Linked DNA regions of Mus musculus: all the other regions are linked to region 1. A link is a contact called in public HiChIP or PLAC-seq and promoter capture Hi-C data. All regions are on one chromosome and are shown on one strand. Each heading gives the region's core, a stretch centred on a gene start, on an enhancer-like site or on the middle of the called end of the contact. The rest is flanking DNA. Distances are from core to core; before and after follow the strand shown.

Evidence for each region. Promoter capture Hi-C pulls out the DNA fragments that hold promoters and counts their contacts. HiChIP or PLAC-seq counts read pairs in DNA pulled down with a chosen protein or histone mark. Capture Hi-C pulls out chosen DNA fragments and counts their contacts.
Region 2: a contact with region 1 is called in an H3K27ac HiChIP or PLAC-seq map of microglia, with 5 times the contacts expected there. The contact joins the promoter of Ankrd26 here to the promoter of Cxcl12 in region 1. A contact is called at or near these places in 1 of 39 promoter capture datasets (liver) and 1 of 115 datasets of contacts at active chromatin or transcription factors (microglia).
Region 3: a contact with region 1 is called in a promoter capture Hi-C map of liver, with 4 times the contacts expected there. The contact joins the promoter of Rpl32 here to the promoter of Cxcl12 in region 1. A contact is called at or near these places in 2 of 39 promoter capture datasets (liver and pre-B cells).
Region 4: a contact with region 1 is called in a promoter capture Hi-C map of adipose tissue, with 4 times the contacts expected there. The contact joins the promoter of Ret here to the promoter of Cxcl12 in region 1. A contact is called at or near these places in 1 of 39 promoter capture datasets (hippocampal neurons), 1 of 115 datasets of contacts at active chromatin or transcription factors (embryonic stem cells) and 1 of 9 other capture datasets (adipose tissue).

Annotation. Positions count from the first base shown.
Region 1 is chr6:117,165,495-117,173,098 of GRCm38.p6, reverse strand. It overlaps Cxcl12 (chemokine (C-X-C motif) ligand 12), which reads right to left and starts at 4,564. Exons shown (of 3, transcript NM_021704.3): 1 at 4,383-4,564; 2 at 1,500-1,617. The coding sequence starts at 4,443.
Region 2 is chr6:118,557,776-118,565,379 of GRCm38.p6, reverse strand. It overlaps Ankrd26 (ankyrin repeat domain 26), which reads left to right and starts at 3,109. Exons shown (of 34, transcript NM_001081112.2): 1 at 3,109-3,567; 2 at 5,995-6,109; 3 at 6,269-6,442. The coding sequence starts at 3,323.
Region 3 is chr6:115,804,819-115,812,422 of GRCm38.p6, reverse strand. It overlaps Rpl32 (ribosomal protein L32), which reads left to right and starts at 3,680. Exons shown (of 4, transcript NM_172086.2): 1 at 3,680-3,725; 2 at 4,521-4,621; 3 at 5,256-5,437; 4 at 6,735-6,909. The coding sequence starts at 4,526. The coding sequence ends at 6,864. It overlaps Snora7a (small nucleolar RNA, H/ACA box 7A), which reads left to right and starts at 4,320; the gene lies at 4,320-4,448. Cand2 (cullin-associated and neddylation-dissociated 2 (putative)) reads right to left here. Exons shown (of 15, transcript NM_025958.2): 15 at 6,868-7,604. It overlaps Efcab12 (EF-hand calcium binding domain 12), which reads left to right. Exons shown (of 9, transcript NM_001110506.1): 8 at 173-229; 9 at 1,190-1,694. The coding sequence ends at 1,445.
Region 4 is chr6:118,193,736-118,201,339 of GRCm38.p6, reverse strand. Ret (ret proto-oncogene) reads left to right here and starts at 3,596. Exons shown (of 19, transcript NM_001080780.1): 1 at 3,596-4,279. The coding sequence starts at 4,207.

The DNA.
Region 1 (7,604 bases), core at 3,315-5,814:
ATTCTGGAGAGTGCCAGAAGCAGCCTAAGAACTTTTGACAGAGCACCTTGATAGTACATGGGACAACCTTAAAGGTAGCTCTGGAGGAAGACGGCAGGAGTCCAGAAGGGGAGGAACAGGGCAGTTCAGGTGGGCAAGGAGCAGTCTAGACAAATTGTCCAATGGTTGCCTGAGCGCGTTTACAAGTTCACAGAATGCTTCAAGGTCTTAGCTTTGTGGATTTGTTAATTGACGCCGTGTTCTTTCTCCCATCCCTAGAACTTCCTAATGGGCAGATGAACCGGTGAGCTTAGCTCTGGTTATTTTCCATCAAGTCCTGGATGCCAGATAATTAAAAAACCAAAACCAAACAAAAACCAAAAGCAACCAAACAGAAACTACGGGAGACGACTCCTCTCCAGCTGGTGAACTGTCTTCTAGGAAAAACAAATGCCTGTTCAGTGTCCTAGGGACAGGTAACCCTCTTCAAGCAGGCTGCCCTGCAGTTGACCAGTCGTTCAGAGGGATGTAACTTCAACAGGGATCAGGGGTGTCAGTCTGGATCCTGCCATTTATTAACTTAGTGATCACCCAGAATCAATAGTTGTATTTGACCCTCTAAGTTCAAGGGCCCTTCCCGGGACAGTGCACCAGCACAGCCTATTCAAACGTAAACTCATCATCTTTAAAATCCCTTTCTCGGGAGAGTATTGTATTTTAATCAAAACAGCAAAAATAATATTCATCATCTAGGTCTCTAAAGCCTACTGTACATAACACAGCAGCGGAGGCTGGAGAGGAAGGCTGATGAGCACAGAAAGTCTGAAGCAGTCACCGTTGGGTGACAAAGCCGTCAGGCTAGCATTGCTCCAGCTGCTGCATCCTTATACTGTTGTTAGTGTTGAGTCTCCCGAGGATGGGAACCCCTGCTGGGGGGCAGTGAGCAGGACAGACTAGCACAGGACACATCTCTGCCAAGTCTACCAGACTCTGAGTGAGATATTCACATCATTTATACCTTTTTTGGGCTTTTCTTATTTCCCAGGTAAATTTAAATCAAATACTGGCAGCTACCATCACACTCCAGCAAACTCTAAAACTCTAAAACAAAAATGACCTCTGAGCAAGTGAGTGCAAGTGAGTAAAACTGAACCCCCCCCCCCCCCGTGCCATCCGGGTCTTGTAATTTTTTTTTCTATGTGAGAAAGGATTAACTTTGGACACCAGAACCTTGAAACTGACAAGACAGACCCAACTGTCAGCTGAGGGCTGACCTCCATCAAGTCCATGGCTTTTTCTGTAGAGAGGCGGCCCACTGTGCTGCAAGAAACAGCTTGGAAAGCAAGAGTGAGAAACACTGAGGACATCAGGGCTCTGGGGAACAAAAGTATCCTTTGAAACCCATGTCTGATGGCATATCAGTGTCCCCGTGGTGGTGGTGGTAACAGCTGCCCCTAGTTATGCCAAGTCCGAGGCTTCTATACCATGCTCCTCTTTGGGGGATGGCGGCTAGGACTTACACAATCTGAAGGGCACAGTTTGGAGTGTTGAGGATTTTCAGATGCTTGACGTTGGCTCTGGCGATGTGGCTCTCGAAGAACCGGCAGGGGCATCGGTAGCTCAGGCTGACTGGTTTACCTAGAGGAGGTGTAGAGAGAAAAGTGGGGCCAGTCATTATCTGCCTGGTGCAGGGGGTTTGGTGGCTCTTGTGGGGAAGACTCAGGAACATCAGCAGGAATGGTTACAGAAAGTTTCTTGCAAAGACCATCCCCTCGGCCAGGGATCACAGTGAGATCTGACTGGGCTCAGCCTCTAAAGGACAAAAGGACCCAGGAGAAGTGGGGTGGCAGAGTTCTGGGCTCCCTTGTGGCCCTCTGGTGCAGGCCTGGAGGTGGGGGGCTTCACTTCTACCACCTGCAGTTTTCCCTCCTCCCACTCACCCTATCCTAAGCCCTGGAAATCACAAAAGAATCCAGAGGGGAGGACCCGGATTTACCTTCTATCCAGCTTTTCCCAAAAGCTGGGGTCAACCGTGGCTTTTATGGTCACTACCTGGATGCCTAGGCCTCCTGGATCCTATTACCAGCTTTGTTTGCCAATTCACCAATTTGCAAAATGCTATAATTGACACTCATTAGTGTAAATTAGCAAGGGGCTCCTTTAGAACCCCCCCTTAAGAACCACCCTTTAAGTCTAGAATTGCAAACCCTGAGGACTGCTGGATTTGTAGCTGCTCCCCCAACAACAGGGTTTTATCCTAGCTCTACTGAGCATCCCCAAATGTTTCAATTTATGGGTCTTTTCACCAAAGTTTAAAAGTATGACTGAGAATAGTTAGCCCCAGGATTTTAAGTTTGCTTATTTAGAGTTCCAGGAGACTTCTGGGTATTCTGAAGTTCACTGCCTTTGGGAAGCAGCTGGAGAAGTGGACCGAATTAAATATATGATGGGATTATCTTCTTCTGCAAGCATTATTTAGCTAAGGGATGCATGCCCCAGGAAGGGTAGTGTCTTTAGACTCTAAAGCATAGGAAAACCAGACTTCAGGTACAGACCAAAGTCTAATCCAGCTCTGCTGCCACCCTGGACTTGGGAATCTAGAGAGCTTGGCTTAGGGAACCAGGGGTCCATTCAATCTAACAAGCCTGGCAAGCCTGCTGCTCTGGGTTTAACCAAAGAAGCCTCCGGTGTCTACTATCTAGCTTCTGAGTTGGAGTAGCTGATGGGAAAAGACAGGAACCACAGCAAGGTTAGCCGTGCTGCAACTTGAGGGCTGTGTAAGATCAGAGGGCACACAGGCACTAGGAGGTAAAAAAGTTCATTCGGGCAGCACAATGGGGTCCTGCCTAGAGAACAGGTCTGATCCAGACACTGTCAACAATCCGACTCTTCCTAGGGTCAGAATATGTTGAGGGTGAGACAACTTTTACTCTGGATAATTGCACTCCAACCTTGAGGACCTGAGTCCTACATTCTTGCCCCATACCTAACTTGCCAGAGGCTGTGACCCTTGCAACATCACCAGCTCATTCAATTATTAATGCCCAAATCAATGTGCTCCATGACGGGGCACTGGGGGACCAGTGGGAAGGCTCAGCCTCCCGGGTGTTCTCGGTAACAAAAAAAAAAAAAAAAAAAAAAAAAAAAATCGAAACTGCCTTTCATTTCTTTTTTTTTACTACTCCGATCAGCAACTGACTATTCTTTTACAGAACATTTCCCTCGGACTAGGCAACTCCAACCATTCCCGTACCCCGTTGTCACAGGGAAAGAACCCAAACGAACGAGTTGGTGTACTTGGGCAGCATTTAGAGCTCAGTCTCACCAAGAGCCCCGACTGTCCCTCAGTTCTCTCCAGGAAACACCACTGCGGAGGAAGGCAGGGGATCGACTAGTAGGATTTTGTTTTGTGTTCAGAGGCAATGGTTTGTTTTGTTTTGCAGCAACGGTGTCTTGTAACAGCGCTGAGAGTTTTCTCTTCAGTGTCAAAAAAAGAAAACAAAATGAAAGCCCTTTCCCAGTGAAAGAAGACACCACCCTGGGTCTGGGAGACTGAACTCCGCTGCAGCTCTCATTCCAGAGCTGAGGACTCCGGGGCTGGCTACAAAAGCGCCCGTTTGCAGGTGTGTTTGGGGGTTGGGGAGAGGTGTGCATATAGCTTGGGTAACTGCTGAGCCTTTGTCTAGTGACCCGGGTAAGAAGAAAAAGGGGCAGTGAAGAGACGCGTGCTCAGGTCCGCGTCGCTACGGACCAACGAACTGTGCAGAAGCGCGGCCCTGGCTGGCAGCGCGAGTTCAAGAGCTGCGCTGCGCTGCTGGTGGCCCTGAGCCCCTCGAGGGTGCTGTAAGAGAACACGCTACACCCGCAGGGGACGAAACTCAGCCTCACCACTGAACCTATAGCCAAGCCATGCACTTCGAGCTACTTGACCGGTCTTTGAGAGTTTGCTGACACACGCACCACCCGAGTGAACCTCTTGCACGGTCAACTCCGGGACCGCGCTGCCCTTCGCCTCTGGAAACATCTGGGCGCCGGTAGACACTAGCTGAGTGCAGCTGGCGCGCTCCGGGGCCCAAGCCCCGGACACAATCGCCCACGCTTCCATTCCGCGCCGAACCCACTCTTGCCCAACAATCCTGCGGGTCCTCCCCTGCAGCCCTCTCTAGGTCCTATGGCCGCACTTCGCAGAGCACAAAACCTCGGTGCGACCCGTGGGACACGGGAAAGGGCACCCGGTGGGAGTGCGCCCTGCAAAGTGGACTGCCCCAAGTTCGCTTGTAGTGAACGGCGCCGACCGAGTTCTTTCTCCGCGACTTCGGCGCGGGCAGAGGAACCGCGGACCCGAAGGAGCTCCGGCGCAGAGCTGCGAGCCTTTCCCGGGCCCGGCCGCGGATTGCACTCACCGTCACTGATGCAGAGCGCGGCCAGCACCAGGGCCAGCACGGCGACGACCTTGGCGTCCATGGCGTGGGCGGGAGGGCGCGCCGGAGGCTGCAGAGCTGGACAGCAAGAGGACACCGAGGTGGACCGAGAGTGAAAGTGCGGCAGCGGGAGGCGAGCGCTGGGCGCTTTAGAGGCGAAAACCAGGCGGGGCGGGGCGGGGCTCATCAAGGGGCGGGCCTGGAGTGTGGCTGGGGTCTCTGACGCGCATCCCCTGCGGAGCAGCCGCCCTTCCAGTTCCCTACCTACCCACCCCCTTCTTGGCGCCCTCAGTGTCCGCGGCTCCGCTGGGTGCTGAGACCTTTGATCTTCCCAGTCCCCAACTTGGGCGGGCTCTTTGGACCTGAATTGTAAAGAGGCTGGGTCGTAGAGCTTAATGCTCCCATCCTGCAGATAGAGAAACTAAGGGGCTGTCAAAGGCACAAGCCGTGAAATAAGAACCTGAGAGACGAAACAGTCTGTTTCGCCGCATCCAAAAGTTGCCAGAGTACCCTTTCTTTCGTGCCAGGAACTTAAGCTGACCCACCTCATGTCCAGGGTGTCTGTGCCGCAGTGGACTGCTAGGCTTAGGGCAACGTGGACCAATCTACAGTTAGAATAACTTGGATTCCCAGCCAAAGTCTCACTACAGTCATTCCCGGGAAGATGCATTCTAACGTAGGGCTGCGCTACCGAGCAAAGAGACCAAACAGGTCTCCCAGAGATACTCAGTATCGTGAATTTTCTTTGCCACCTCCCCTCTGTACCCCTATTCTCTCGACTGGGGGTGGGTGGATGGTACGAATAGTGGGTGGGTGATTACAACTCTCACCCTGCAGAATGGAAACGGAGGAGAAATGACTGGGTCTCACTCCCGCGAAACGTCCTGATTCTCTGTGCTTGGTTTTAATGTGTGTTCAGTTAATGGAAGCTGGAAACAACTTCTTAAACTTCAGTGTTTCCTGCCTTTCCAGAAGAAAGTCCAGTGTTCTAAAAAGGACCAAAGAGTTCCCTAAGGCCCCGCTCCCTAAAACCCTGCTTCAGAAAGTGGTCATTGGCGCTTTACAAATAGACCCATTGGTGTTCAGCCCTGCCAATAGATCGTTGTGTTCCACTCTGGTCAACCAAAACAACCCCAACCCGGGTGTGGGGAGACACGGGGGAGGGGGCAGACTGAATCTTGGAGGGCTAGAGGCTTTGGGCAGCGTCCTTTGGACCTTCCACTGCCACAGGCAGTGTTGGCCATGCTTCGACCACTTTTCCCACATAGCCAATTAGCGATTTGGATTCTGTTATCATGTTCACCCAAGGGAGTGCACAACAGAGACTTGCCTCTGTCTCAGGGCAATCTGGGAATCATATTTGTGAAGCAGTGGCCAGGACCTTTGGGCCTGGGGCTCCACCTAGGGACTAAAGAAGGGTGGAGAAGGTCAAGAGGAAAATGTTCCAGCCATGAGAGTATCTTAAACAATTCCGCTAAGCACTTTGCATCCATTCATTTGTCAGACACACTTTAGGGACTCAGCTTCAAATCTGGAACCGCGCCGACCTGGTCCCTGTGTTTAAAAAGTAGCATTTCAGAGAAGGCAGCCATCCATTTCTACCGGCTTTTGCGCTATCCTGAGCGTTCAGTATGCTAAACTCTGAACTTGCTGGCCCTGTTGTACTGCAGGATCGGCAGAGGCTAGGCTCCGGCGCCCTCTGGTGGTCTTATCTCCCATGCTCCAGTAATCCGAGATCAAGCGCTTGGGATACCTGATGCCTGTAAAACAGTAAAACAGTAAAAAAAAAAAAAAAAAAAAAAAAAAAAAAAAAAAGACCAGATGCTCCTAGGCAAAAGCTCTGAGCACAAAAACTTGTCTGATGCTCCCATTCAGTACATCTCTGAGGCAAGGCAAACCTCTCCTGTAAGTTTGTCCAAAGCAGGTAGGTGTCCAGATCTCTTGGTGTTTGCTATGAAATCGGGAGAGAGGGACCCACTCACAGCCAAGGAGTGAGGGTGGGGGGAGGGGTGTCCTGTGCAGGCTAAGAGCAAAGCAGAGGCCAACAAAGACTCTGGCAGACTGAGGCTCCAGAACAGAAGCCGATGCGGGCCACATCTGTCCCTACCCTCCAACAAGCATTCACTAAAATACGTTCAGTAGGTCCTCCTACGATGAGCTAGGCATGCACTAAGAGTTCGAAATATTTAAGAGAAAAAAATCCCGGGGTAGGGAAAGAAGGAGATGTTGAGCAACATAAAAGCCAGCCATCTAACATAAGTCACATAAAACATAAAACGCCAGTGAGTGGAGCCACCGCAGTAAGCGCTTAGGATTCAAATAGGGTGGCCAAGGACCTGGATTTTAGATTTTAAAAAAGAAAAAAGAAAACTCTACGATTTTACACTTGGTGAATGATTTTTATTTAAAACCATGTCCACTTTAGAAGACTCCACAAAGAAAGAGATGCGGGGTGGGGTGGGGTCGTGGGGGTTGGTCATAAGCCTTTTGAATTTTCTCTATGCTCAACCAAAGAAGTATCTCCCAAGCTTGGGGCTACCTTTGTTTATGCAACAATCTCTGCTCGGTTTCACCCAGTTCCTCTGTGGGAAGCCTTGTTTCAGGGAAGGCACACAGGCAGCTCACGTCTCTGTCAAGTCTGCAGGTCTCCTCCACACAGCAAGGGAACAATGGGGGGTGGGGGTGGGGGGGAGGCTGCTGCTCATTGGTCACTATCCCTTGGCCACTACTCCTTGGCTTGTGGTGTAGACTATCCAGAAATCAAGATGGGAGCCTGGAGGCTGACTTTAGAGTTACAAAACAGGCATGTCTGCACGGCCAGCCTCTGGGTCCCTGGTGCAAGCATCTGCCCCTTACCCCTCTGCTTGGCAGCTCCCTGCAAAGTTCACTGGCTAGCCTTCCCAGGTTGGCTTCTCAGGGCACAGTCCTCATTTGCAGTGTAACTGCTAAGATAACTTCTGTTGTCTCTTTCTGAAAGCAATATTATTATGGTCTTTTAAAAAAAGACAGCAATAGTGCACAGCAAGCAGTTGCATCGTGATACTTGCATGCATGCATGTAATGCATCTTGAGGACAGACACTTGCATGTGTGCATGTAATAGGCCTTGATGATATTCACCTTCCTATTAGTTTTATCCCCTCTTCTTCTCCTCACTTCCTCCTCCTTCTTCCGCATGCCCTGTAGTGTCGTGGCTTCCTTTTCT
Region 2 (7,604 bases), core at 1,860-4,359, 1.4 Mb before region 1:
ACGATATTTAAAATCAGGAAAGAAAAGCTTGACAACTATTCTAATCAATATACAAAATTAAGTAATATAAATAAATATTTTAATTTGTTTAAATAGTATTTAAGTTTATTAAGAAAGGACATTAAGTAAATAGTATATAGGTGAAGATTTTTTTAAAAACTACTATTCTTAATTATACAACTGCTTACTTAGAAAACTCAAGACTACTATAAAAATTATCACCAAAATTCTTAATTTACAACAGGATATAGATCCAAGATAAGACTGGCAAAATTGATAGCTTTATTCACATTAGGAAAATTTACCAGAAAGGGCAATCAAGGGCTGGGGAGATGGCTCGGTGTGTAATGGCTCTTGCTGCTAAGCCTCATGATCTGAGTCCATAAAGTAATTAAGTTTAATAAAAATGAAGAGCTCCATAAACAATGGTAAAACTACAGCCTGTAGAAGAAATCTAAGCATAAAAACACAAAGCGAGGTCTCAATGGAGAGAATACTGCTCGTGGATAATAAGACTTGATGGTGTGGAAAAAATGTGCTTTTGGGGACTGTGGATGTAGCTGAGCTGTGGAGTGCTTGCCTGGGGTGCTATGCAACTGGGTACCAACAGCATGGACTGTGCTTGGCACTGCCTGCCTATAATCCTAGCCCTGGGAGGGAGAGGGAGAAGATTCAAGGTCATTCTCAGTTACACAGCTGACCATGGTCTCTGGGGGAGGAGACCCTATGTAATAAGAAAGTGATGATTGTACTTTAATGCACATTTAATGAACAGTAAAGCCATCTATTATTTTAAATCAGCTTTTGGGAATTTCATACAGAACTGTATTACATCATTTCTACCTCATCCCCCCTCCCTCCAATTACTCCCATGTCCTCCTCACTCCCTTTCAAATTCATCTTGTCTACTTTGTTTTACACACACACACACACACACACACACACACACACACACACACACGCATAATGCTGAGCTTCAAAAGGCAGTTCTTGTCTCAACTGCCTTGATGAGGTTTTATGGGTGTACTCTCCTCTCATATCCAGAAGACACTAATGAGTCCTCTTGTTCTAACAATCATTCTACCCTCTAGCCTTCCATGGAGTCTCTGGGGCTTGGGTATATAGGGGATTTGTTGTAATGTATCAGCTGGGGTTGGGGACCCTATGGTCCACTACTGCCAGTTTCCTAAGGCACTATTATGTCTAACTTTAGTATAATTTTACATTTGAGGTTTCTATGTTATGTGTATGAATGTCCCATTTGCATGCCTGTCTATGTGCCACATATATGCAGAGCCAATGAAAGGTAGAAGAGGGCATCAGGTCCCCTGGAACTTGTACAACCGACCAATGCTAGTCTTCATCACATGGGTGCCGGACAGTCAGTGCTCTATCGGCTGAGCCATAGCTCCAATCCCCTGTACTTGTGTTCTAAATACTTGTCCTTGTACCCACAGATGAGTGTAAGTCTCACCCCTTGCCAAAGAAGCTTCTTTTTGCAACAGGTGGAGGTTACTAAAGCAATCTACAGCTGGTCAAAATGCAGAGAATAACTAGCTAATAGTTAAATGGACCCAGAGCAAAGCCCAGAGCAGTGTGATAGAGAGACAGAAAGCAGGGGCAGTGGTCTACACCCAAAACACCAGCTTTCCAAAGCGGAGGCAGGAGAATCATTAAGGTTCAAGGGTAGCATAGGCTAGAGTGAGATTCTGTTTTACACACACACACACAGAGGCACACATGCACACACATGCGCGCACACACACACAAAGATAAAATTAGCAATAGAATTTATTTCAATTTTTATTACAAAAGATATAGTCAAATCAAAAACCTGTGGAATCATTCCATTGAGTACAGCATGTATTACAGATCCACACTGCAGAAGTGGGATTCCTGTGGGTTGGGGAGCAGGGGGAGGGGGTAGGATAGGAAAGCTGATAACATTCGAAATGTAAAGAAAATATCTAATAAAAAATTAAAAATTAAAAAAAAAAAGAAGCTGTACCATAGGAACTGACTGATCTGAACTACTGCCGTAGCAAGTTTTGAACGTTGCAAGTCCAGAAGCAAATCACATTGAGCCATCGTGTTCTCCTGTGCGTGGGACCTAGCTTCTTTATGTCCAGGAGGTAAAGCCTTTGGAATGTCCACTGGGACTCCTAGCTTCCATCAGCCAAAGGGGGTAAGAAATTCATCAACTGCCATCTGAGGGGTGTTAACACAAAACCCACTTACCTGACGTACCCACCGACGTATCTGAAAAGTGGGTTGATTTGTTGTCGTTTCTATTAAAATTGGAACATGAAACAGGATTTGAGGTAGCCTGAATTTGAGGTAGTTCCTGCGGCCACTGGAGGTCCTATTAGGCACGAACGGTATTTTATTCCCTTTGAGGTGAGTTGTGGCTTTAGATTGACAAAATTTATTAACAATTTAAAACGTCAAGGTGAACACTTACACTGGAAAACTGCTTACTAAGTATTACTTTTTCCAGGTCCAAAACCAAAAATTTACACACATCATATCGTTTCATTCAGATCCCAAATGCAGACAACCTTTTCTTCTTACCTCCCATCAGCTTGTCTAACTCATATACTGACTCTTTAGGCTGTGAAACACGATCATTTATTGCACTAATTCCCAAACTACTTAGCTTAACAAAATCTCTTCCCTTACTCTTCCACGCCACGATTCCATCCATGCTGTTTGTAGTTTACTTTTTGATTATCGCCTACCTAGAGTCCAATAGGTTTGCTCCCCAACAGGTTTAACTGCCACTGAAACACAAGGCCAAAGCTAAGCAGGGAGGCCGGACTCCAGAAGGTTCTGCGCCCATCTGCCAGGCGCCCTCAATGCCCGCAGTCCTGGAGTACTGGGTCTGGGTTCCACGCTGCTGAGCGACCCCCATTCCTGTTGAAGCCTTGCAGCGATCACGCCCAAACCGAGGCTAACCCGGGCCTCTGGAAACAACACACTGCCCACCTCCGCCTTAAACCCCGGGTTAGAGAACCCGCTAGGTTGCAGCGCCCTGACCTCCTGAACAGCAAAGAAGGCGGAGCCTGGCCGTGCGCACGCGTGCTGGGCACTGGTCGCTGCTGGGCCTGTGTGAGCATGCGCGGCAGCAAGAAGGCGCGGGTTGCTAGTTTGCAGCTCGGCTTGGCGATTATTGTGCTTTAAAAACCTGCCGGGCCATGCAGCGTCTTTCCCGGTGGGATCCCGTGCGTCTAGGCCGGCTTTTCAATAAGTGCCCTAGCTGCGTTGTGTTGTCAGCCAACGTTGCGCGGGGAAGAAGGTGCCTGTGAGGGGCGTACCCTCTGCCATGAAGAAGATTTTTGGCTTCAGGAGTAAGGGCCCATCGCCCTTAGGCCCCTCTGCCCGCCCGCGCAGCAACTGCGTGGGCTTTGGACGCGAGAGTGCTAGTGGCTCCCACGTGCCCAGGTACCATATTCACGACAAGGATATGGGCAAGATCCACAAGGCTGCAAGCGTGGGAGATGTAGCCAAAGTGCAGCATATCCTTATCCTTGGAAAAAGTGGCGTGAACGATAGAGACAAGAAGGACAGGTAATAAATGGCCCGCCAGTTAGCGGGGCGGGACGAAGCTGGTGGGGGAGCGTGCACCTACCTTGTCTGGCTTTGGGGCTGGAAGACAGAGAGTCTATCTTTCATTAAGGAAGCTTGACTCTTCCCACCTGGCTTTGAATGCCTAAGTCTTAGTGGGGTCTAAGCCCTGACCTGTATGAACAGCAAGGACAGCAACAAAAAACACTTCAGCTGGTTTCTGATCCACTGACAGTTCCCTTCACTGGCAATGTAAAGCGAGTTAACTAACATTTTAACTTTCTGCATACATATAAGAAAGTTTTATGTTGTAGAAATACATAATAGGAGAAATGTTTCTGTTCAAGGTTAAAAATTCTTCCACTAACATACAGGATCCATCTTATCACTGCCGTACACCTGTGTGAATGGTTTTGGTTGGTTGGTTTGTTTTTACTGCATTTTGAAGTGGGAAAATAGTTCCATATTCTCGAGTCAAAGATTGGTAATTCCCAGAACTCGAACTCTGAATATCCTGATCAATTTAACGTAAGCCAAACCCGACCGTCAGCGTTTTAACAATTTTGAGTTTCTTATGTTGCTTTTGATTTTGTGATGAGACGAGAAAAAAAAAACTTTCTAAAGGATAAAACTACTAGTTTTCACAAGTCAGTCGTTTACTAGCAGCCAAAGAGACACAGCAGTGAGCAGGGTGGAATAGAAAACCCAGAACATATCCAATCAAGTATATGTAAGAATTTAGATATTGCTGGGCAGTGGTGGCTCATGCCTTTAATCCCAGCACTTGGGAGGCAGAGGCAGGTGGATTTCTGAGTTCGGGGCCAGCCTGGTCTACAGAGTGAGCTCCGTGACAACCAAGGCTACACAGAGAAATCCTGTCTCAAAAAACAAAACAAAACGAAAAAACCAACCAACCAAACAAACAAACAAAAAAACCAAAAAAGAATTTAGAAGTTGATTCTGGTGACACCCCAGTTAGTAGGGAACAAACACTTAGGAATGAAATGGTTGTTGACTTGTTTGGAGAAAACTAGCAACATTTCTATGTCACTAAAATAAATCCCTGATAGAATATAAGTTAAACACTAAAAGAAAACACAGTGAGAAAAGTACCAAAACAAAACAAAGAGATGAGGAACGACTGCAGAACCACTGTGTGTGTGAGTGTGTGTGAGTGTGTGTGTACACACCCGTGTATGTATCCGTGTATTGGTGATTGAATGCAGGTTTGTAGTGTATCCTCAGGATACTTTCTAACATTGAGCTTTTTAAAATGAAGCATTCTCAAGACCCATTGAACAAAATCTGAGGATAAAGGGACTGTATACTTGCAAAGTGTTCACAGTATGTATGTATATATATAATATATATACACACATATGTATATATATTAGTATATATGTGTGTTATAGATAGATAGATAGATAGATAGATAGATAGATAGATAGATAGATGAGAGCAGTGTTCCTGCTGAAGCTGGTGTTGCTTAGGGCTTCCCAGTAGATGCACTGATTTTTATGTTGCTTTGTATCGTGGGTGGGAGGGGAAGTACGTCTGCTTCCATCCTTTAGTTTGTGTGGCTTTAGTGAGATGTGTTTCACTCAGACAAACAGTAGTGTTATTCAGGGGATCTCCCCCACCCACCCCATTGGTTCAAATATGGTTTATTCTTTTGTATTCATAGCCTGGGGTTTGCTGGTATACTGTTAGTCCTTTCCATCCCCAGTTCTCATCTCTTTATCTGTCCCCTGTCATACCTGCCCCTCACCCATGCACACATACACAAGAACTGCAGGCTCGCCTTGTGGCCAGGGCTGTCGCTCTATTTTCTTTCTTTTTAATATTCTTAAGAGAGATAGATGATAGATAGGTAGGTAGATAGATAGATAGATAGATAGATAGATAGATAGATAGATAGATGAGAGTGTGTCTGTGTGTGTGTGTGTGTTAGTGAAGATGTGTGTATGCCATGCTGTGCTTGTGGAAGCCAGATAACTTTCAGGAGTCAGTTCTCCTTTTAACATAGGATTTAGGGAGTGTATTGAGGTTGTTGGGCTTTTGTGGCCAATGCCTTTGTCCAGAGAAAGGCTAAGTGATGACTAGTAAGCAGCAGACCTTAAAGCCATGTTTATACCCAAGTCCAAGCCACATCCAAAGGATATATACACTTCTTTGCAAATTGGCTGCTCTGGGCTAGGAATGTAACTCAGTAATTGTTTGCTTAGCAAAAGTCTCTGCTGCAAAACACACACACACACACACACACACACACACACACACACACACACGGTTGTATTTTCAAGAATGTACTGTTGTCTGCAGAAAAATACTTGTTTTGAAAGAAGATATAACATAGCGTTCTACATTTCATGAAATGTATTTTTAGATGATACTATGTAGTTTTCCTAAGATGTGCTCTGGTTTTCACAGGACTGCTCTACATCTTGCCTGTGCTTACGGCCACCCAGAAGTGGTGACTCTCTTAGTAGAGAGAAAATGTGAGATAGATGCCCGTGACAGCGAGAGCAGCACGGCCCTCATTAAGGTACCAGCAGCCAGCACTTCTGGCTGAATTGCGTCTCATTTAAACACTTGGGGCATAAAAGACCTCGATTTGATTTAAATATAGTAATAAGTAAAGCCGACAATGTGTGTATTTTGAATCCCTAAGCTGATGATTTTCTCCTTGATGCACTAACACCAGGCCGTGCAGTGCCAGGAGGAAGAATGTGCAGCCATACTGCTGGACCACGGGGCCGATCCAAATGTGATGGACAGCAGCGGCAACACCGCCCTCCACTACGCGGTCTACAGTGAGAACACGTCCATGGCAGCCAAACTGCTCGCACACAATGCAAACATAGAAGCCAAAAACAAGGTATAACGGCATCTTTCTTTCCAAAATCACCAAAGACACAGAGACACATCGTGAAGGTCATTCTTGTCACCCTGACTGGACTGAGAAAACACTGCTGTGTATTTTATAGGAATGTGTTCAGAAATGCTCAGATCATGAGGTCTCGGGATCTAAGTAATGTTTGAATCCATTGGTTAGAATGTAAGATTGAATAGAATTGCCCCTTTAAGGTACTGTGGCTGTGATAAAGGTAATCCATACACCAGTCAGGATCTCGCTGATCAAGCCAGTGTCTTATTTTCTTCTTACTGCGGTCATTTATTTATTTGTAGGGGTAGGAGGTGCCTGTGCGCCACAGTGGACGTGCAGAGAGCAGAGGACAGCTTTAGGGAGTTGCCCGCCCGGGTGTCAGGGTTGAACTCGGGTTGAAGGGCTTAGCAGTGAGAACCTTCACCTGCTGACCCATCTCTCCCCCTGCCTCCCAAACCAATTGCATTTTAAAAAATGTCCTTTTTACCCTTTTAGAAAAGTTAGATGTTTTAAGGGCTAGAGAAATAGCTCAGAGGTTAAGAGCACTTGCTGACTTACAAAAGACCCGAGTTCTGTTCCCAGCACCTGCCTGGTGGCTCACAATCATCCCTAACTCCTCTTCCAGGGACCCTCTTGCCTTCTACTGCTGTTGTGTTAGGTTTTTTTTGTTTGTTTGTTTTTCCTAAGACTGTGAGGTCCATTGCTAGGCTATTTATCTAAGAGCTCTCTGACTTTTCAGTGTTAAAACAGCTATAAACGTTCCTCCTGGATCCTCCTCTGCGACCCAGAGGTCACCTTTCATTTTCCTTTCATTCCAGGACCTTTTACATTTGCTCCCTGATTTCTTCCATCTCCTGATATTTATGTGGCTTCTTTGCTTTTGATTTCTAGTTTTCTTTCACTATAGTAATACAAGAAGTGATTTTGGTCCTTTTTGCATATGTTAGACTTGATTTGTGGTCTAGGATGTGGTGTGTTTTAGAGAAGCTCGGAGAGGCTGCTGAGACAGGCGTGTATTCCATACCTGTTGTAAGAACTGTTGCGTGAAGATCGCTTAAGCGCATTTGGTCTGTGGCATAGTTTGACTCTGAGGTTTCTTCTTTGAATTCTGATTTGAATGAGCTATCTAAAGATGCGAGTAGGGTGTTGACAT
Region 3 (7,604 bases), core at 2,431-4,930, 1.4 Mb after region 1:
CTGTGTATATCTAGCTGCTCTGGAACTCTTTCTGTAGACCAGGCTGGCCTCCAACTCACAAGAGATCCATCTGCCTCTGCCTCCCAAGTGCTGAGATTAGAGGCATGTGCCACCACTGCCCGGTTCCTGGAGTTTCTCTTTCCTAACGATACCTCTCTCTACTCCCTGGTAGGAAGACATCAAAGAAAATGAAGAAAATGCACTTTGACGATTTCGAGGAATTAACTGGGTTTGTAGTGGTACTGCGTGTCTGCTGGGAGGGCAGGGGATGAGGACGGGAGGGCCGGCCTCTCCTCTACTCAGAGGCAGCTCTGGGACCTATGCATATTGAACAAAATCCCAGCATTGTCATGGGGCTCCTGCCCAGGGCCTAAGGGGCAACAGAAGAGTGTTCAGAGAGCGCCTGGCATGGCTGCTCTGGAGCCTCCCAGGAGCGAACTCAACTATATTGTCACCAACAAGCCTGAGCTACTCTAGACATATGGCTTATAGGAGACGACCCTGACACACAGTCCCACATTCTGAAGCATAGCTAAGTGAGGCTGGCCCCAGGAACTAGATACCAGACCCAAAATCCAAATGCCTCCGTGGGGCTGGGCTGTAGCTTAGCAGCTGGGTATTAGCCTAGAGCACGTGAGGCTCTGGATTCTATCCCCAGCACCAAAAGGACCAGGCCAAGTGGGGGTGGGGGAGGGACGGAACGAGTCCTCTAGAACAGTGGTTCTCAAATTGTGAGGCGTGACCCCTTTGAGAGTTGAACATCCTTTTCACAGGGGTCGCCTAAGATCATTGGAAAATAGATATTTACATACAATTCCTAACAGTAGCAAAATTACAGTTATGAATTGGGAACAAAAATAATTTTATGGTTGGGGAGTCACCACAACATCAACTGTCTTAAAGAGTCAAAGGGTTGCAGCGTTAGGAAGGTGGAGAGCCAGGACTCCAGAGCTAGGATGGCACACGTCTTAAGTTTGGGTTTAAGAAGCAGTGCCTAGGCACTTAGCCACTCATTCACTGTATGATCTCGATTTCTGGCTCTCCAGGTCCTCACTAGTGAGGAGACTGGAGGAGTTGAGTGCTTTTCACACTGGACAGAGTGGTCACGGCTTATGTTCTCTGCTGAGAAGGAGCCCTGGGCCTGGTCCCTCTGCCACAGCAACCTTCCCTATGCCTTTTCCTTTTCCAGGAAGCTGAAGTTGCAGAGGTTAAGCCCCTCAGACACCCATCCCAATCACTTCTGGCCCGGTCACCTTCTGGACAAGCTGAGGCTCTACCTGCCTACTGTGGCCAAGGACCAGAGCCTGGCGATCTTCAGCTGTGTGGAACACAAGCCCCCTGCTTACCCTGCCATTTACCACTCTAAGAACTACTGGCCCATGAAAGACTTTTCTTATATGACCCATGCCTATTATGATGCAAACAAGGTGTACTCCATCAACTAGAGTGGATTGCAGGATGCTGGACCAGAAGACAGTGCAGCCAGAAGCCCCCAGCTGCAGTCATGAGATATCAACGAGCTATACGGAAAAAAAAAAACAAAACATTCCCAGGGAAGGTCCGGGGATGTGTCCCCTGATGCCACAGTGGGGTGTGGATGTGTCCACACACACATGCTGCTTTCCTATCTGTCATGACCTCTGCCGTTTTGAAATAAACTAGGTTAGAGCTGAACTAACCTTCACTAAACTAGCCTTGCTCGTGTGATTTCCTGCTTACGGGCTGGAAAACTTGAAGTGTGAGTATGTAAGAGACAGATTCCCCAGGACACCTCCCACCTCTCATCCTGGGATATTAATGCCTACAGGGACACAACAGACAGCAAGAGAGTCCTCTGTTAAATGAAGTAGCATGTCCTCAGCTGGGGAGGACTGAGGCCCCCAACCCCTGTGAATCTTCAGAAATCAGAGCCATACTCTCTAGTTCATGGGCCTTCTGTATAATTCACTCACTCACCTTTCTCTTTATGTAATGTACTCTGTAAGGTGCCATTAGCCACACACTTCCATGTTCCATTGGCCTTTACATAGCCTGTAGGCCAAGCAGCATTTGGGAAGGGAGGGCAAGACACAGACACAGGAGAGCAACAGTCCTGCCCTGCTGTTTGTGACCCAGCCACTCCAGACAAGACACTCTACTTACCTGGGTCTCTACTCCCCTTTACAGCAAGCACAAGGGTTGGGGCAGCATACCCAATTCAGCATTTGTCCCCACCTCCTGGAGCCACTGTCAAGATCACCAGTGGCATCTCTTCTGTCTGAGTTTGTACAAAGTTTGAAAATTTTTTAATTTAGTCTGCTGGGCAGTGGTGACACCTTACATCTCAGCACTTGGGAGGCAGAGACAGGAAGATCTCCAGCCAGCCTGGTCTACAGAGTGAATTCGACCACAGTCAGGCTTACACAGAGAAACCCTGTCTTAAAACAAAACAAAACAAAACAAAGGGTGGGACTGGGGTGGGGCCTGGAGAGATGGCTCAGCAGTTAAGAACACTGATTGCTCTTCCAGAGGTCCTGGGTTCAATTCCTAACCACATGGTGACTCACAACCATCTGTAATGGGATCTGATGCCCTCTTCTGGTGTGTCTGAAGACAGCTACAGTGTGCTCATATACATAAATCTTTAAAAAATGAGATTTATTCTATGTGATTGAGTGTTTTGCCTGCATGTATGAGTATGTACCACATGCATGTAGCGCCTACAGAAAAGGGCATCTGATCCCCTAGGGCTGGTGTTAACAAGGTTGTGAAGCAACGCTTGGTTCCTGGGAACTAAATGCCAGTCCTCTGAAAGAGCAACAGTGCTCCACCAAGCCACCTCCCCAGCTCAGGTTTGGTTTTATTTCCTCCTAAGATTATAGAGTTTTCACAATGATCTGTAAAACAAAAGATAAGCAAAATAGACTAAACTCGACCTACCTCTGCTTCCCAAGTGCTGTTATTAAAAAATGTGCACCACCACACCCAGCCAATAGACTATTTTCTTAGCAATATTATCAACCTATCACTTTTTTTTTTCCGAAACAGGGTTTCTCTGTGTAGCTCTGGCTGTCCTGGAACCCTCTCTGTAGCTCAGGCTGGCCTCGAACTCAGAAACCCGCCTGCCTCTGCCTCCCAAGTGCGGGGATTAAAGGCATGAGCCACCACCGCCCGGCTAACCCATCACTTATTAATACATTAGGTACATACCATAAGTAGAGAAGATTTAAACATACAGAAGTCGCGAGGAGGCTCAGTAGCACTTCATAAGCAGGGGTTTGCACATCTGTATATTAGGAAGTTTTAGGACATTTGCTCAACCAACCGCCTAAGGATCTTCGAAGAGTCTCTGTTTTGCTACCTCCCAGCCTCAAGGAGGCACCCTCGGGAACCAACAATTTAAAAAGCTATTGGGCTTCCACTTAGGGCGGAAATAAATGCCCACCTAGCAGGTCTTAGCTCAAAAAAAAACAAAAAACCCAAATTTCTTAAGTAGTCCCAAGAGAAAAATAAATTTTAGTTCACTCTAAGATGTTAATGTCTACTACAGAACACTAGTCCACTAGGGTTTTTTTCAGTATCATTTCTCAGGCACATCTTAGTTTTCTTTAGAGGACCCAGAGCCGGAAGTGCTTCCCTTTTCTCTGCCAGGACCTAAGACTCCGTCCCATCATACCTTGCGCGCCGCCGCCGCCTCTTCCTTCTTCCTCGGCGCTGCCTACGAGGTGGCTGCCATCTGTTTTACGGTGAGTCTGTATCGGCGGCCATCCGCCGCCCGCGGCTTCGACGGGACCCCGTCTCCGGGTGGGGAGGCCTCGGCGGCGGCCTCCGCACCAGCGTGGTAGTGGCGAGCGCGCGCGGGCCTGGCCACTGGCGCTGCTCCGGAGTCTGCCCGGGGGCCGGCATCGGCCAGGGCGGGCTTGCTGCCATGCGGCCCGAGAGTTTCGGACGGCACCCGCCGCTTTCTGCTTAGCTTGTTAGCAGCCTTTTTCTGCGGCGAATCCGAAATCTTAAGTCAGGGAGCTGCCGCCGCTCGCCAGTGAGCAGAAATGCTTTCTGAAGCGCAAGCCCGGCGGAGCAGGTTGTCTGCGCGGGGAGCAGAGAAGGCACCCTTTGGTTGGTGCTCTGAGACGACCGGGAGGGACAGACGGACTGGTGGCGTGTTAGGAGTGCATGGTGGCTTTGCGTATTTAAGGGCGCAACACTTCAAACATAACGAAGCTTAGTGGAGCGGGATTTGCCGCTCCTTCGCCACCAGAGAGACCTGGCTGGGGTTCTGTAAGATCGGTTGCGGTTCTTTGAGGTTCGGAGTGGGTGAGATGAACCACTGACCTCTTGGGATCGCGTCTGGAGAGTAGCTAGTATTCTTCCAGCTTCGGAAGCAAGAGGGAGAGCAAGCCTAGCAGAGGTACCCATTCCATTCCCAGTTTGCTCGGTAGCTGGTGATTGGAAGACACTCTGCAACATTACTCACTGAAGGCCTGAGACGCAGCCCCACCTCCCAGTTTCTTTACTAACTTGGGTCTGACTTTTGTCAAAAGGCATCATGGCTGCCCTCCGGCCTCTGGTGAAGCCCAAGATCGTCAAAAAGAGGACCAAGAAGTTCATCAGGCACCAGTCAGACCGATATGTGAAAATTAAGGTATGTGGTTCTGGGGTGGGGGTTAAGACCTGAGCACACATTTCTCGTTATCGCTTGTCTCTGCATTTTAAAAAGTTCATTTTAAAGATGACACTTTGTTTTATATTTATGCGTTTGAAGGGCAGGGAGAATCACTTTAAGGAGTTGATTCTCTCCTTCCTGTCTTGTGGGTCCAGGTCAGATTTAGTTTGTCTGACAGCAGGCACTTTTAAGTCATCTCTGCACCCTGACCCTGTATTTTAAAGATCTTTGGGGTTTTGTCTGCACACCAGGCACATGCATGCATGGAATTGAACCTCTGGAAGAGCAGCCAGTGCTCTCAACTGCTAAGACCTCTCTCTGGGCCTGCAGATCACCTGTTGGCTGGATGGGCATGCACACCCAGCAGTTCAGCAGTTAACTGATCCCTCCTCCCTACTTAATTGCAATGGAAGATGATGTTGAAATTCCAGTGCAAGTGCTAGGGATGGAGCCCAGGGCCCTGTGCATGCCAGGCAGACACTGCTAACTGAGCTACACCTCGGCCTTTGGTGTGTGTTTTATGACATGACCCCCTTGAATTCTGTCCCCTTCCTGCACACACATACAAGAGCTGCCAGTTTGCACAGAGACTAACTTGCCTGTGTGTCTTCAGCGAAACTGGCGGAAACCCAGAGGCATTGACAACAGGGTGCGGAGAAGGTTCAAGGGCCAGATCCTGATGCCCAACATCGGTTATGGGAGCAACAAGAAAACCAAGCACATGCTGCCCAGCGGCTTCCGCAAGTTCCTGGTCCACAATGTCAAGGAGCTGGAGGTGCTGCTGATGTGCAACAAGTGAGTTGGGCCCCTGGCTGGGAGTGTGCCTGCCTCCTGTGAGACTGAGGCCACTGCAGTGGGCATGCTTATGAGGAAAGAGGACGTGTTCCCTTGGTTGAAGCCTGAGACTGGAGAAGAAGGTCTTTTTACAGTGGGTGTTCAGTGTCCTTTATGGTCCTGTGTGGAACACTGCTATAGTGTCATGAGACTGCAGGGGCCTGTGTCTAACCTGGGACCTAAGCTGTGCTTGGCTCTGCTCTGACGGGTGGATTTGCAGAGCAGCTCAGGTCTTTTGGGGCTGAGGTAGAGAAAAAGTCTCCAGGCACAGCTGTAGAGAGAAGGTTGTGGGGTATTCTGGGTACTTTGAGCAAGTTACAACCCTTGGTGACCTCTGAGATGCAAAACCAAGGCCTCTCAGGAAATACTCTTGACATTGGATATGAGGGTGTGATGGGAATAGTTTATTTTTCCCAAGTAAACTAGGACTGCAGAGAGTGTATGTGTTCGGGGTTATAAGGATTTGTTTTCTGAGGTGGTTGTCATGCAGATGGAGGAGTCCTATGGGGAGATTATGTTGTGCATTTAACCAGGCCTTGAAGTGCTACAAGTTCATTTGGAAGGATGGATGCAGGAGAGAGAATGTGTGTTGTACAGCAGCAGTCCATGAGGCAGTGTTGATGGTGCAGTGTTATGGGGGCTGCATTTCTAATGGGTACATCTGCCCCAGGAGAGCTGCTTGGCCTTGTCAGACCCTGCAGGTGCACCGCTCACTGAGTTCTGTCTCTGGGCATTTTCCTCTGTATAGCTGGGGAGCAGGGCAAGTTGGAGGGTAGTTACAGAAAAACCATTGGTTCCTGAGTGGTAAAGAGTCCTGGGGTGGGATATGGCAGCATGTGACTTGTGAATGGTGAGTGTGCTAGACAGCTATAAATGCATGTGGCCCGGGATGGGTGCTTCAGGTTAGAACGTGATGCACTCTGTCCCCAAATCTGTCAGGTGGTGTCTGTCTGTATTAGGTATTTGCCATTTGTATGCTTTCCATAGCTCTGCCATCCTGCTTCTCTAGGGGTTTTTCCTCAGCTCCCGGTCTATGGCTTCACGGTCATCTCCATGCTGGGAATGTGTTCATTAGGACAGATTGTCAACACTTTGAGGGAACACGGGCAGTGTTTGTTGTTCACGCTGCTTGAACTGTGTACCTTACAGTGGTTGCACTGGAAGCCTTTGGCTCCAGTGGAAGAATTCTGGGTTACTCAGTGTGAGGAAGAATTAAGCCATTTCCCTGGTGACCTTTCCTGGTTTGCTTCTCTTTCAGATCTTACTGTGCTGAGATTGCTCACAATGTGTCCTCTAAGAACCGAAAAGCCATTGTAGAAAGAGCAGCACAGCTGGCCATCAGAGTCACCAATCCCAACGCCAGGCTACGCAGCGAAGAAAATGAGTAGATGGCTTGTGTGCATGTTTTATGTTTAAATAAAATCACAAAACCTGCCGTCGTATTTTCTATGTTTTTGGTAACTGGAGATTGTTCTTTGCTGCTTGTTCTGGGGGAGACAGCAGGGTTCAGAATCCCATGCTAGTCTTGGTTGGCTGCAGGTGGAAGAGGGGAAAGGCCTTGACCCTCTACAGTGTAGGTACACTTGAGTCTGGGGACCAGACAAACCTCTGCTCTCAACCCTGTCCCAACTCTAGCATGGGCTCTAGCTTAAGGCACTTTTTTTTTTTTTTTTTTTTTTTGTTTTTCGAGACAGGGTTTCTCTGTATAGTCTTGCCTGTCCTGGAACTCACTTTGTAGACCAGGCTGGCCTCGAACTCAGAAATCTGCCTGTCTCTGCCTCCCAAGTGTTGGGATTAAAGGCGTGCGCCACCACTGCCCGGCTTAAGGCACTTTTTTGATGAAGCCTTTAGTTTCATGGAACTGGCCTGCTTGGCCTCAATCAGTCAGGATTGACAATCCTGTCTTTGGAGGATATTAGAACTTCATGAGACTGATAAATACTTCTGCCACGTGGGACACTACAAGGGCAGTGCCATCTGTATCTAGGCCAATCTCTGGCTCGCTGTTCTTTTGAAACAGTAATGGAGTTCAGAAGGGTTGACTGTCACGGGTGACACTTAAATGACTGGAGAGAAAGACATCCCAGCCTTTTTATTACTAAGCTTTTGTTCTCATTGTAGAAATGAG
Region 4 (7,604 bases), core at 2,347-4,846, 1.0 Mb before region 1:
GACTAAGGGCTCTCTCACAGGCAACATGGGGAGAAGGAACTGCTTCCCAGGAGACCCCAGACTTGAGACAGAGAAGAGCCTAACAGATAAAGAAAAGCACCCATCCTCCACTGAACCTATCCATATAGGAGCACTTAAGCTCAAAACAGCACTGCTAGGCAGTTGTCTTGATGGACCAAGGCAAGGGAGGACCCTCTGGAAGCTATTGAACGACTTAGTCAACCTGGGTTGGTTTAGACTGAGTGAAAAGACCAGGATGGGATTCCTCTAGGGGAAGGGAGGAGGCAGAGGGAAGGAGGAGAGGGGAGGGAAAGGAGAAAACCCCCAACCCCTGCAGAAGGAGCATATGGAGATGAAGTCAGTCATGTTAAGGCCTCAGATACATAGGTCTCTTCTGCTGCTTGCCTTCATGAGGTAGGGCTTAGGCCTTGGGTCTAATCTAATCAGGCTCCTAGAAGGTGCAAGAAGAATGTCTTCTCACAGACAGACTGAAGTCCCATCTACAAATGTCTCCAATGGGTGCCGAGGCAGACAGCCAGGCAGGATCCCCAGAGGCCATACGTAGTACATCCTTTGGCTACACTCTGCCAGCCCAAGTCAGCTAGCCTGTGACTATGTTAATGATTTAGCATGCTTAATGAGGAGGTACACCTACTTGCCTCCCCTGTGGTCTCCTCAGAGGTAGCTGTTGGGCATGCTTTTCTTCCTGCAGCACTCTGGAGGACAGCCAACAGCAGACAGGGAGGCAAACTATGGAGAAGCAATAGCCCACCCATAGTGGAGTGCAATGGGGAGAGAGTGCTGAGTAGTACCCCCAACAGGGTCACAGAATCTGTGCTTCCACCTACTGTGTCACACTGCCTACAGGGGAAGTGCCCATGTCCACTCTGAGGGACCTTCCTTTCCAGTGCTTCCCAGTCTGAGTTGTACTCTGGACTTATGACACCTCTTTGAAGGCCCCAAGGGCCATGTTCCCGTCCCTGCACTGAACTTTCTTGATACCTCTGAACATCCCTGTACCTAGACCACCATATTCCTCGAGCACCCTCTTTTACTGGAGCAAGACTCAAGGGGCTCCAGGTAGGCTTCACGTACTCAGGAGCCATGCGCAACCTCCCACTTTCTACAAAAACAGCATGTGAGCCGCCTACCTGTCAACTCCCCACGGTCATCAGTCAGCTTCTGTGCGCTGACGACACAAAGGGCTGGGAGAGGTAGAGCTGCATAGGTGCCAAGATCCAAACACAAGTGACATCACTCGGAGGCAGCAGCCTGCACCACAGCCTCTTGGGGGGATTCTGCTTTTTAGATTACGTACAGGTAGTGGCTTGGTGGTAGGAATCTGCCTAGCATGCTTGAAGATCTGGGTTCAATCTCTAGTATCAATTTTTTTTTAAGAAAAAAAGGAAGGAAGAAAGAGGGAAAGAAAGAGAGAGAGAAAGGAAGGAAGGAAGACAAAGTATCTCTGTGGGTGGAACTTAGCTCCTATCAGACTAGGCCCGACTCCAGGTCCTAGAGCACTTGTGACCTTGAATGGGGGAAGGTCAAGGTCAAGTTCTGGGGAACCGAGGCAAGACAGTGGTTATGACTTTACTGAGCATGTGCTTGGTGCTGGCACTGAGTTCCATCTGCGTATGTATTCCCTTTACTACAGATTAAGTCCTCTCTCTGGGAGGAAGATGTTTACAACAGGGGAAACTGAGGTTCAGAGCAAATAGATTAGGAAGCGTCAAAAAATACAAAGACAAAGAAAAGGAAAAGAAAAATAGAACCTCATGCAGACTCTCACCTTCCCCAGAGAAGAAAAAAAAAAGACAGGAGCAAAGAGTGGGGCTTCCTAGGTGACTCACAGGCTAAGAGACCTTTGAGCCTGGCCTCAAACCTGCCCTAGGTACAGGGAGACAGCCATTTCCCCTCCCCTAGAGGAAGCTCCCTCCTACCGTGCTCAGATTCTGAAAACTGAGTTAATATCTTGGGCCAGGTCAAGCAAAGTTTGGACCTTCCATGTGGTCTTCAATGGCAGCTGGTCCATGGCTTCCCTCAGATCCACTGCTGCTGTCTCTGTTCAGCTCCCGGGGCGTACACAGGGAAGGGTTTGCTATGCACTCAAGTATGTAGGGTCCATGTATCTGAACATGGTTGCATGCATGCATGCATATGCATGTCTAGGGGCTCGAGTAAAAGTCCACTCAAGATCTTCAGAGGAGAGGGAAATGTCCCGACCATGCTATCTGGACACTCAAGGCTGTGAAGGCCTGAGGAAGAGACAAGAGTGTACTCTTGCCTGGGTCCTTAAAATGGGCAGAGTTCATCCCAGTGTCGGTGAAGAAGGTATGAGAGTGAGGCTGGTTGGAAGAGTGGACCAGACCTCTTTTCTCTTTGCATTCTATTGGAAAACAGCCACAGGAACCTGTTTGTAGGGGGGAAAAAAAGAAAGAGAGAAAGAGAGAAAGAGAGAAAGAGAGAGAGCGAGAGGAAGGGAGGAAGGAAGAAAGAGAGGGAGAGAGAGAAAGAGAGAACGGAAGGAAGGAAGGAAGAGAGAGAGAGAGAGAGAGAGAGAGAGAGAGAACCTTCCTGTTCAGGTCCCTTCCTTGGACACAGGCCCAAGTGATAACTCCAGGGATCCAGTGTATTAGCACCTTGTGACTAATTCCATCCCCATAAACCCAAGGCCAGTGATCTCAAGGTGCCTCTTCTAGGTTAGAAGGCTGGTGGTCTGGATACCCACGGATCAGCAGGCAGGCTCTGAATAAGATCTCAGCTGGCCTGGTCCCAAGTCAGCCTATGTCTTGGCAGCTTCTGCTCCTGCCTGTGAGGGTGACTTCACTTTGACTTCATATCTGCAGAGTGATGTACAGAGATTGCTTATTCAACCCTGAGCTCAGTCGGGCAGGAGGGTGGGGCTCTGCATACTGAAGGAGAGGAGCAGCTGAGCCCCTCCCCAGACTCAGGTTCCAGGACCTGTTTGTTCACTCCAAGGTCCTACAGGCGTCTGTTTTTCTTTCCTTCCATTACTAGTTGCAAGCCATGCTTCAAAAAGCAGCTGGGAGTAGGGAGAGATGGGTTTTCCTCACAGGCATCTAGAGCCTGCATCCGACCTTCTATTTCCTGCCTAGAGGCTCCCATATCAAGGGTAAATATATTTAGTCATAATTTGGGGAAGGGAGAGTTCGATTCTTCTGGCAAACTTCTCTTTTCATCCTTCCCAACACCCCTGTAGCCGCTGCCCTATCAGTCAGTTCACATCCTAAGAGCTCTTCTATTTGGTGGGATAAGCGCATACAATTCCCAGCACTGCACCAGACGACAACGGTAGCAGGTCTCTTTGAAAGGTGTGCAATTAGCCAGTGTCTTGGTCCTATTGGTTGTACCGGTCCTGGGAATCACAAACAAGCCCAACAGGACCCCCAACCGTCTTCACCACATGATATGTTGTACACTGGAAGCAGGCTCTCTGTCCCTCTTTCTCTTGATCAGGGCTCCTCCCCTCTTCCCGCCTCTAACCCCAGAAGAAGCTGCAGGCTCCAAACGCGCTTCTCACTCCCGCCCCCTTGATAAATGGCGGAGGATGCTCTTCGCGTCCAGAGACTGGAGGGACATCATTCTAGACTCTGGGTCTCTGCGAGTATAGGTGACCAGTCGGCCCAGACGCCGAATCTTCTGTGTTGCTCTTTCTGGGCGGCGGGAAAGGACTAACAGAAACAGCAAGCGAGACGCACGGGGTGAGAAAGTGGCTATGCCGGCAAATGATCATGGATCCAGGTTACCTTTAGTAGACCAGCACCCGCACCACAACCCACACGCACCCAGCTCCGACCCGCGCTCATCTAGAGAGGAAATAGAGGTTCCCCTAGCAGTCGGGTGCCGCCCCACCTTGCCCCACACAGTACCTGGAGCCCCGCCCCTCCACACACACCCGCACCCCTGGTCCCGCCCCTCTCGCTGCCACTCCCTCTGCGCCCTGCCCTGCCCCAGTCCGCTCCCCGGGCGCAGGCAGCGCAGGTCTCTCATCAGTACCGCAACCGGAGCCGTGCAAGCAACAGCAGAGAGCGGCTCCGAGTCCGCAGCTGGGAGTCGCGCCCGGACGCAACGCGCCCGCAGTGCCCGCTGCGCCCGGGCTGGCATGGGGAGGCCCGGCTGAGCGCCGCACCCCACCGCCGCCGAGACCCGCCTGCTCCTCAACCGCGGCCCTCGCGCGCACGGGCGATGGCGAAAGCGACGTCCGGCGCCGCAGGGCTGGGGCTGAAGCTGATTTTGCTCCTGCCGCTGCTAGGAGAAGGTGAGTCCTACGGGCGGCTGGGACGGTAGGGGCCGGGGTGAAGTTAGCGCTGCGCGCCGAGCCGGGAAGCTGACGCGCGCAGAAGCGCGCTTACATTGGCTGTCACCGGCCGGCTGCGCGGCTGGCGGGCCTCCGGGTCTGGGAACCGGGTCGCTGCGGCTAGCTGCTGCGCTTGGGCCACCGGCTGGGCGGGGCTCGGCTCGCCTTGGGTCCGTGCGAGTTGCGAGCCGGGCAGAGTAGACTGCTCCGCCAAAGCCGCAGCTGAACATCCCAAGCTGGTCGCTTTTCCAGCCGCGGCCGGCCGTGTGCCCGAGCGAAGCGGACAGATCTTGTCGCCTTTGGGGAGCAGCTGCGAGCGGACAGGGTAGGCAGCCCTGGGAAGCCCACGACTTGAGCCAGCGCTTGGAGACTGCAGCGCCCAGATTTTCTTTTCGCGTTTCAATTCTGCACTTGCTGTAGCTCCATTCGTCTGGCTGAAGGGCGCTGAGGCAATCTTTAGTAAAGGTTATTTTTCCTGTGTGTGTTTTTGCCGCCCTGATCTTTAAAAACCTAAAAGCCTGTGGTCTCTCCCCCCCCGCCCCCCCCCCGTCCCCGCGTGTCTTCGCCGAGAGCTCTGAGCTCTGCCCCACAGTTGGGAGTCCTGTGTCACATGCTATTCCGCTGGAGCACATGAAAATGTGTCTTTTGGAGGCATAATAGGGTCCAGGGCTGACATTTAGTTACCCAGAGCTTTGGGCCCTGCCACTCGGGAGTGTGGTGATGGGCTGCCAGCATCATGGACAGCACACATAGGCGCCCCTCATTAGGTGTGGCCTTTCAAAGGCTGGTCACTGCCCTCGCTCCTATACCCTGACCAAATGAACCACAAGGATACAGGATATTGACCCGGTTGGCTGCACATTTTACTGTCCTTCAATCTACCCTAACTTGGTTCCCTCTGGAAAATATTTGTACCAAGTTTCCCTCTGATAACAGAATTGAGCCCAGGCCACCCACTCCCATTACTTACAAAAGGTTTGCAACCTTTGGAAATAGGCAAGACTGTTCATCTTGCCTCTAGCTCAGAGTCGTGTACTGGGTTCACAGACCAGCCCAGGACTGCATTTGCAGGCCTTCCAAGTACCGCAGAGAAGTATGGAGAGGGGAAAAGATAAAGACCTTATCGTTCTGGGGGGGGGGGCAGATTGGAGTGTCTGTTCCTGGGTCCTAAGGTGCTGTGGGGCACAGTGCTGCAGAGGGTCATAGGCTCCAAGGCTGTGTAGCAAAATACAGAGCTTAACATTGTGTAGCTGCTCTGTGTCATTGGGTTTAAACTTCACAGGTGCAGGTATGTAGTCAGGAGTAAACCAGGAAGACATGTGTTGAGCAACTTCCCTCCACCCACCTAACCCTGAATCTAGTGAGGTCCCCAGCCGTGTAAGGGACCCACCTCAAGGGTCTGGCCTGTGGCATGTGGCAGGCAGAGAGGGAGATTTCTATGTGAAACCTCTGGCTCAGAATCAGGTGGCCACAGACAGCTTATAGAATCCAGGACTATGAGGTTTTAAACCCACCCCCTTCTGGATGGCCAAGAATCCACGATAGAGGTCCAGAGAGGGCCACAGCAGCCTCATACCCAGGAAGAAGTGATGGGGGTTTTGGAGAAGCCCTCTAACCTGGACTCTGGTGCAGCTGTTGTGACATTCACTGATCTCCAAACTGCCACTAGAGAGCTCGGGTGCGGTTCCTCAATAGAAGGATTGGGAACAGCGTGGCCTCCGGTGCCCTCTTGTGGATACAGTGCTCTAGTGGCTGGGCCTGATGCCCACGGTTTTGAGTGGGTTTTGAGTGGGTCTGTAGAAGTAAGGGAGCCTTGTTAACGAGACTCGCCATACTCTGATTTCAAGTTACTCATCCATGCTCCCACTCTTGCTCACAAGCTCATGCTCAAGAGACCTGTGGATAAGAATGGCCTGGCTCCCTTCTCACCCTCTTCCAAACACCCCACATGGACATAGAACTGTGTCACGCATTTCCCATCGCTGTCGGGCCCAGTGTCCTGGAAGTAGAGATTGACAACCTCCTTCTGTTAACATTTTCTGGACTTTTTGCTGCTCCATACAGACACAACTTGACTAAGTGGATGAGGAGACTGAATCACAGTATCTTGGTCTCCCCTACATGTCCCGGGGCTCCTGGCCCCCCTCCACTCCCAACTACTTGTCAAGACTCCTGTCCCCCATCCTCTTGGATTGGCATCTTGCTTAGTATCTCTAGCTGTGAGAACCAAAGGGTCAGTCATGGAGGGGCCCTTTCTGGACAACCCTTCTGTGTAAGTGTGAGGGGAGCCATAATCGGTCGACATCACCCAGAGCTTTCCTTGTGAGTGAGCACTGAGGTCTGGTCCTCCCTGCTTCCCCTCTTTGTTTCTCCCTTCCTTCCTTCCCTTACTGAGCTCAGGGGATCCTGGAGATTTGTCCTGGTTCCCCAGGGTTATCCCGGCCCTTCTTTGTCTCTTCCCCTGAGCTGTTGAGCCCATTCTCAGGGCTGGGCCAGCCAGGGAGTCCTGAGGGTGGGGCCTGAGAGCAGACAGCATGTAGGGAAGTGACTGAGCCCATTCACTAGATTGCCTTTATTTTGTAGAATTGCTTTAGGAATGGGCTAAGTAAATGACTTGTTTCCTTGGTGGTGTGAAGAAAGTGGGATGTATTCACCTAATGGGGTGCTAATGGCCTTTTAGCCAGGGGAGGAGAAAACTAATTAAAAATTATAGTATCTGTAGAAATGGAGCCTGGATAGGAAAGGAAAGGATAGCTGGAAGCTGCTACCTCCCTTGGGATCCTCTGCTGGCAAAAGACTCTGTTGATCCCCTCTCCTGCTAACACTAGCAGCAGCTTCCCCTGCCATACTGTTGATAACCCTGTAAGGTTTGTGGTCTTATTTTCCCATTTCGCAGGTGAACAAACTGAGGTTCACCAAATCTATAGATTCTGGAGCTCATGGAAAGCTAAGGACTCCCCGGGTCCAGGTCTCTTGTGTTTAGCAAAGCCAGTGAGAGCTTGGTACCAGGAGTAGAGATGAAGAGCGATCTGGGAGAGGACAATGTTCCTGCCGGTCACACCACAGCAGGTCACTCATGTATGACAGCAGGTGCTCTGGAGAAAGGCTGGACCAGAACTAGGAGTGACATGTGACATAGAGCACTGCCCACAGACACAAAGCCTGAGCCTTTGTGGGTCTGAGCAGAGTTCTCAGTGAGATGTTTTTGCCCTTGCTGACTGGCTGACCCTGGGAGTCTCCTGGGCTAGGAATGAACATTAGGCCTGTCTCTGTCAGAGCTGTCCCA